Regions from separate parts of the Oryzias latipes genome. Here region 1 is linked to region 2. Evidence: chromatin contacts called from public Hi-C data. All regions are on one chromosome and are shown on one strand. The core of a region is the stretch at or near the end of the contact, and the rest is flanking DNA. Distances in the headings are between cores, read along the strand shown. Region 1 holds the start of cxadr (coxsackievirus and adenovirus receptor). Region 2 overlaps cxadr (coxsackievirus and adenovirus receptor).

The links. Hi-C and Micro-C count contacts between places; a contact is called where the count stands out from the background.
Region 1: a Hi-C map of embryo shows a contact between it and region 2, with 1.9 times the contacts expected there. The contact joins the promoter of cxadr here to the enhancer-like site in region 2. A contact is called at or near these places in 4 of 5 Hi-C or Micro-C datasets (embryo, fibroblasts and gastrula embryo).

Annotation. Positions count from the first base shown.
Region 1 is chr14:22,617,662-22,621,013 of ASM223467v1, reverse strand. It overlaps cxadr (coxsackievirus and adenovirus receptor), which reads left to right and starts at 1,712. Exons shown (of 7, transcript XM_004076636.4): 1 at 1,712-1,908. The coding sequence starts at 1,857. It overlaps btg3 (protein BTG3), which reads left to right. Exons shown (of 5, transcript XM_004076637.4): 5 at 1-278.
Region 2 is chr14:22,581,962-22,585,511 of ASM223467v1, reverse strand. It overlaps cxadr (coxsackievirus and adenovirus receptor), which reads left to right. Exons shown (of 7, transcript XM_004076636.4): 7 at 181-2,607. The coding sequence ends at 463. Among protein-coding and RNA genes, the nearest start is that of cxadr, 36 kb to the left of the region's middle. Within about 2 kb of position 1,366, at least 2 of the 8 cell types and tissues checked have an H3K27ac peak or open chromatin away from gene starts, as enhancers often do. A contact at or near this core is called in embryo, where this site is marked.

The DNA.
Region 1 (3,352 bases), core at 463-2,962, 35 kb before region 2:
ACCCTCTTCTCTTATTCCTTCAAAGAACATGATTTGGTGTCAGTGCATCACGTTCATCCACCAGCCTCACATCTGGTTTGTATTGTTCTATAGCTGGAAAAATATTGCTGACATCAAGTCATGGCTCTGATCTCTGCTGATTTTTAGAACATAATTATTATCCTGTGGCGATCCTCAAACATTTAGCAGCGAAAGATGAATGTTGATTATTTATCTGATAAAAATTACATCATTTTTTTAGGAAATAAAAGAAATAAAGTTGTAACTGTTCACATCAATGACTAAAAATCTCAAATGATCGACAGCTCTGCTCTTTTACACCACCAGGTGTCGTTTAAACAGAACTTCTATGAATCAGAATTCAAGACCAGCCATCAAATGGTTTTCTGGTACATTTGCAGACAAAATTGATGGCGTGTTGTGCGACACGCTGAGAATGGACCACAAAAAGAGATTCAGTGTAAAGACCACAGACCCTTTCCAAAAAATATCATGGAAAAGTGTATTCATTTCCATAATTCCATCCAAAACATTCTTCCTTCATTGAATCCAGATTCAGGGCCCTCTGTTTCATTGGTTTTAAGCATTTATTTGTGGTTCCAGCTCATGAAACCCACAAAAACAGGATTCCAGAAAATTTGAATACTGTGGAGAAATCTGCACAAATATGAGATTCACAGTAAGTTTGGTAAAAAAAAATTATTTAGATATCATTCGGTTATAAATGCAAAGTTTTCCAATTTCCAAAATATTTTCATTAAAAAGGTCATTTGCCTTTCCTTATAAGGGTTTGAAGAATGCAGGCCAAACGGCTTTCTTTGCAAAGAGTTTGGACAACCCTTACAGGGAAACATGGAGGAAGCCTAGTCATGGTCAGGGCTCCATCCTGCATCTAGTTATACGTGTCCTGAAATATTATCATGGCTCTCTGGAGTGAAATGTTCTTACTTTTAAATAAAGTACCAACACAGGACTTAGAGCACTCACAGTTAAATCACCTAAGAATAGCTGAAGGCAAACCATGAGGGATTTGTTACTTAGGTGGCGTTCCTCATCTAAAACCTGCAGAACATCTGCGAAGGAAGCTGAAACATGCCGTCTGGAAGAGGCCTCCTTCCATCTTGAGACAGCTGGAGTGGACCAAAAATACCTGGTAACAGGTGCAGAAGTCTCTGTCTGACAGTCACAGAAATGGTTTGATTGCCTCTAAAGGTCATGTAACTCAATATAAAGTGACCGTGGCTACACTGCTGTACTAACAGCAGTAAACACGACAATAATACAAAAATCCCTTTTTGCAGTTTGACTGCAGCATTTAAAGAATTTAGCAAAGCAAGCATGACTTTATTCTCATAGGAAGCTGCTGAGCGGCAAATCTCTGTAGAGGAGATAACTGATGACACCTCAGATTCATGGAAAATCCTCAAGAGAGTCTTCTCAGAAAAAAATGTGGATTCGTCCTACCCATAATTAAAACAATGGTGTACTATTATGAGTCTCATTTCAATAGTCTAAATGTTCACTGGTGATGGAAAAACAAGGCCGTATTTTCTTTCTTAAGGCTAAACAAATGAATAAAATACGTCAAAAACGCGTTATTTGTCATTTATTTATGATAGAAAGTAATTTGATCTGATTGATAATGTGTCCGCTCTCACCAGCAGGGGGCGTCCGTCCGTCTATTACCAGGCCGTGTGTCACGTGACCGCCTCGGGCGCTCCGCTGTGCACCTGCAAGAAGAGCGGCTGGAGGAGGAGTGCAGTTTGGATGCTTCTGGGCTCGCGTCCGTGCTGGTGTTTTCCACAAGTTCCTCCGTAGAAGTTTTGGAAAGTGTTGCCGACATAAATTCCGCAGAGATGGCGCCTTCGACCCTGTGTCTGTGCGTGTTACAGCTGAGCCTGCTGGCAGGTAAGTTTCCAACGGCGGACTTGATGAATTTTTCAGTCAAACGGTGACGGTCAGTGCGGTATCATCGCGTTAGCCGCTCACGTCTCGTCGTTCCTTTTGTTAAAAACACGTAGAACTTTGGGTTGTTTTTACATCACTCGTAACAAAATAAGGTACATCTTTGCTATAATCTAATAAAATCATTCTGTAATATTGTAGAAATGTCTCTAAAGGGGAAGTTTAATCCTAGGTCAGTTTTGGCTAGCAAAAACAACAGAGTCGTCGTACGGTTGTGGATCGAAGCGGCCACAAACTAAGTTGAGGCAACTTGAGCCCCAGGTTTTCATCCTCATTAAACTACTCCAAATGTTTTCCACCTCTTTAAGAAACCGAACCGTTCATTTCGTTATTAATCTGAATGAACATGTATTCGATAAGGGAGCGAGAAGGGTTTGGTTCGCTCCCCCGGTGGACTTTCACACCGTCCCCGGTTGCGGTTCGGCATCCTTTAAAGCTCCAGGAGCCTTCAGGAACAGGCTCTCAGCGTCGGAAAATAGCGTATCGAGCGGCGGTAGAACAATGGATTGACCTGCTCTTAAACCTGTAGCTTCTTGGCTTCAAAGTTCTGACTTTTCTTCTCATCTGCTTACAGTTTAAGCTCCTCCGTTTGGAAGCAGACTCTCTAATAAAACACTTTAAGGCTTTTGGGGCTTTACTTTTAGTTTGTACTAATTTTTTTTTAATTAATATGAATGGTCTCGACCAAGTCAAGTGGTACGCTCCAGTTTGTTCAAATCTTGTGATTTTTAAACGGCAATAGAAAAGAAGTGAGTTTGTAATTGGATTTTCTGGTTTGTTTTCCTCAGCTTGGACTAAATGTGTTTGAGATATAATTGAATTATGTAGAGGAAGGGTGTGTCCGCTCTGCACTGGAATTTAGACTGAAACTCCAAGGTCACTCCTCCCACTCTGAATAATAGTCATGAAACTTAAGCTGTAAAAATATGGCTCTGGTTTACAGTGACGGTCGGCGATGGTTGATAACACATTTTCCCAGGTTTTAAGGAGGAAGATAAAGCCCATTTGTCCATAAATAAGTGTGTCTGGACTGACTGCTTGAGGACATCTCTGCATGTAGATGTTGATCTTGTTGAGTGTGATATCTGTTGTGTGCTTTATCTTTCTTTTTGTCTCATCATTCTCAGTGTTGTGGGCCACACAGCTCATTAGCATTTTAATAGCACAGTGGTCTAGTTTTTGGAGTGCAGTTCCACTTCAGCACACAGGAACAGTGACTGCCAGCATTCTTTCAACTGAGGAACACATCAGTGTTCAAACCTTTCTTTAATAGTAAAGTAATTAATGCCAGAATAGCAAGTACTTCTGCTCCATTTTTCTTGTTTGGCTGCTTTGTGTGGAGGATTGAATGAATTTGACTTGTTGAGCACTTCTCTTTTTTGGAAGT
Region 2 (3,550 bases), core at 117-2,616:
GGTCAGTTTACAAAATGAATAGTGAGGAATGTTAGCCCCACCTACATTTGGTCTGAAACCCCGCGAGGAGGTTAAAGGGTTAACGCAGCAGTTTGTGATGTTGCTCATTTCTATGAAGACGTTTCATTAGATACCAGAATGACCTTCCATGCTAAAGTTCTGTCTGTCTGTCCTTCTCAGAGAGGACGTGCCCCCTCCTTCAAGTCGCATTTCGATGGCACGCAGCCTCACCGCCAACAGCAAGTGCTCCTCTCTTGGATCCATGTCGCCCTCCAACATCTCAGAGTTCCACATAAAGTCCCAGTACGACAAGGTTCCCTTATCAGAGGAGTTCGAGAGGCCTCCAAGCCACAACCCTGCTCCCCCACCCACAGTAACCAGGATGGCTGGGGCTAACATCAGCCGCATGGGCGGCGTCCCTGTCATGATCCCGGCCCAAACCAGAGATGGCTCAATTGTCTAGCATGCCGTCTTTTGGGTGAGGGACCCTGGATTAGGGGGGGGGGGGCTTGAAGGAGGACACAGACAAATGAAGATGGAGAAGCGCTGAGCCGTCTCTCTCTGCTTCTTAGGAGCTACAAATGAAGTACCAACCTCCTATGAAGACCTTACTCTGCTGTGTTGACTAGAGACTCCATCTCATTGAATTACATCATAGATCAATAACTTTTTATGAAATTCAAATAAATACCTTGGAGGGGGGGGGAGGAAAATGAATTTTATGCATTTTATGTCAGGAGTTTCTCAATTTACAATGAATTCGAGTTGACACAAAGTGAAATGTTGATAAACCAGCTATATTGTATATAAGCAAATGCATGCTTTTTTATGTAGATGTCTCTTGTAGATATGCTGTTTGTTCTGAACAAAGCCAGGCCCTCATCTGCACTCTGCAACCGTGTGCATAGAGAACTGCAGCTGCTTTTGAGTAGAAGACTTTAAACGTGTTTAGGACTTTGTTTTCTGAAGACCATCCCTTTGGTTGTTTTTCCTTTTTGTCAGCGGTGCGATCATCTGACGTACGCCCCAACCTTTACTGCTTTACGGACTCTGTTTTTTATAATGTAGAAGATGATCAGACTTCAGATCCAAACCCTCATTTAGACAAAACTCAGGAAAACAAAGTAGGATTTACTCTCACAGAAATAGAGACACCCCCTGTAGGTCGGCTGGACTGTTGCTGTTTCAAATTCACAGCCTGCGTCGGTGTGGGTGGGGGGACACAAAGGGTCTTAAATGGCTGGTTCTGTCCTGGAGGCCAACTGATTAAGTCAATTATTTTTGTTTTTGATCAAGCTGAGGCCAAACCAATGTCTGTCCTCTCCACCCCCCACTTAGCTCCACCCAGAAAGTTTAGACAGGGGGGGTGGGGGATATTAGTGAGTAACCTGGACAGCTGGATAACAGGGTTCACTGAGCAATCCGCCATGATCAAGTTTGACTGTTTGAAAGGCCGCCAATCCCAGTGACCACCAGAACAAACGGCCTCAAGGCAGTTGCTCACTAAAGCATGGAGTCTGAATTTATCGCAGGAAATCCTGAGGAATTGTTAAAGCACTACAGGAAATAATCTCGATTAATCTTTTCTCTGCGCTCCATATGAAACCTTTCGAGGCTTATGTTAATTGGAGGTTTTGTTGAAGGACGTTAATGGAGTTCCCACAGTTTGCCATGAATGAGCTGGGCATCAGAATTCTGCTTCCTGTTTCTGTGCAGCCAAGTCGCTTTACTGTTCTTCTCATTTGAAGTTTAAGGTCAGTATGCTGTTCTGGTTTTTTGTCCCTGTCCCAGATAAATGGATCGTTTCTCTACCTTACATTCAATGCTATAGTAGCAAATATGGACAAACTGTTATTTCTGCCTTATTTTGTCCGTACTCTCAGCCTTACTCACCTTCCCTCATCTCACCTCCGCTCAGCTGGATTTTAATCACTTCTTTTGTGCCTTGTTGCTCCATTTGAGTTTGGTTTCGGCAAATCAGCCAGTTTGCTCCATGCAGTAGCAGCATTTTTCATGGCCATCAGTGTCTCAGACAGCAATAATTATCATTGCACAGTGAAGCTGCTGAGGAAGCGGTTTCTCCTCTCTGATTCCTCACCTCAGACTTCAGCTTCACTTTATGCTTTACGGTTGAAAACTTCTGTCTGTTCTGCTTGTTGTTTTGTTGTGTCGTTTTGATAAGTGATGTACTTTATTTTAAATGGAAGAGTGATCTAATGACCTTTCCTGCCACTGAAGGAGCGTCAACGTTTCTGTACTGTGTTCCTTGAGTCTGGATGAGGCCCTGCAGGAGGTCACGGCAGTGTCTGCCATGTCTCCTGTTTGTAGCAGCGGTGCAGGCGAGAGTGTAGCGTGAATGTAGAAACGCCGAACATGAAGGCAACAATGGGCCTCCTGTAGAAATGAAGTTTATTCTCCTCCTGCTGGGAAATGGTTTGATCCTGTTACTGTCCTTTCAGCTCTAAGACAATGTTGTAAATGCTATTAACCATATTAACAGCAGCTTTGAAAAAGAACGCACTAATACTGTATGAAGGTTTAATTTGAGGTACCCTCACTGTTTGTTTTTGTGTTGTATTTTTCAGAAATAAAATTCATTAAAACTCACATTTGTTTGACATCTTTTCTAAAGCAGGACTCTCCAGGAGTTCATCCTCCAGCTCCCCTGACTGGTTCTAGTTCCTCTCAGATCTTTGTTTTAATCTATTTTCAAAGTGTTCCCATTAGTGTTTTCATTATGATTGTTGTTTTTGGCCAAAATAAGGACATAGTTTCTGCAGAGTGGCAGGAGTTCATTAGAAATTCACCTCAGAGATGTGGGTGAGACTGTTGTCACAGAGCAACCCCGCCCCCACTTCCCATTGCCCGTCGGTTTACGCTCTCTCCTGGTAGCTGACAGCCCCTCACACCCCCAACCTAACATTAGCGGTGCAACAAAAGTGGCGAGCAATATTGGAGCCATCCAGCCGTACAGTTTAGACCCAGATGAGGAAAACAGAGGCGTACACGGATCTCGCCACATGCAAGTGGATGCATCAGAATGTGACCCGTTTTCCTGCCGTAAGCTTTTTCAAACTCCTGTTTTTTTCAACCGCTCCTGATTCATAATGATTAAAATAAAAAAACAATCAGAAATGTAATTTTGACCTTCATTTTCTTTTTCCATCATCAGAAAAAAAACGCCATTTTCAGTGGGTCTTATGTCAACTGTCCAGTTTCACCTCCTACTGCAGGTGAGGTGACTTCCCAACAGCTTAACGACAGTCATTCATCAACATCCGGGCAGTGTGCCATCTGCAGGTGGGAGTGAACTCTGAGGCTTGTGACCTCGCCTTTTCTCTCCGACTCAAGCCTCCCCATCCTACCCTCATTCTGTTGCATTGCTGCTCCTGTATTTGTGCTCATTTGTTTAGCTTTTCATACATCTGGAGCCAATTTCCCCCCCATGCTTAATGTGGGTGCAATTAGTTCCTTTGCAAGCCGGCACTAATCTAAGTTGTGCCAAATTACCGTTCCAATTAAGAGTGCAGAGTGATGGGAAACGCCTGCT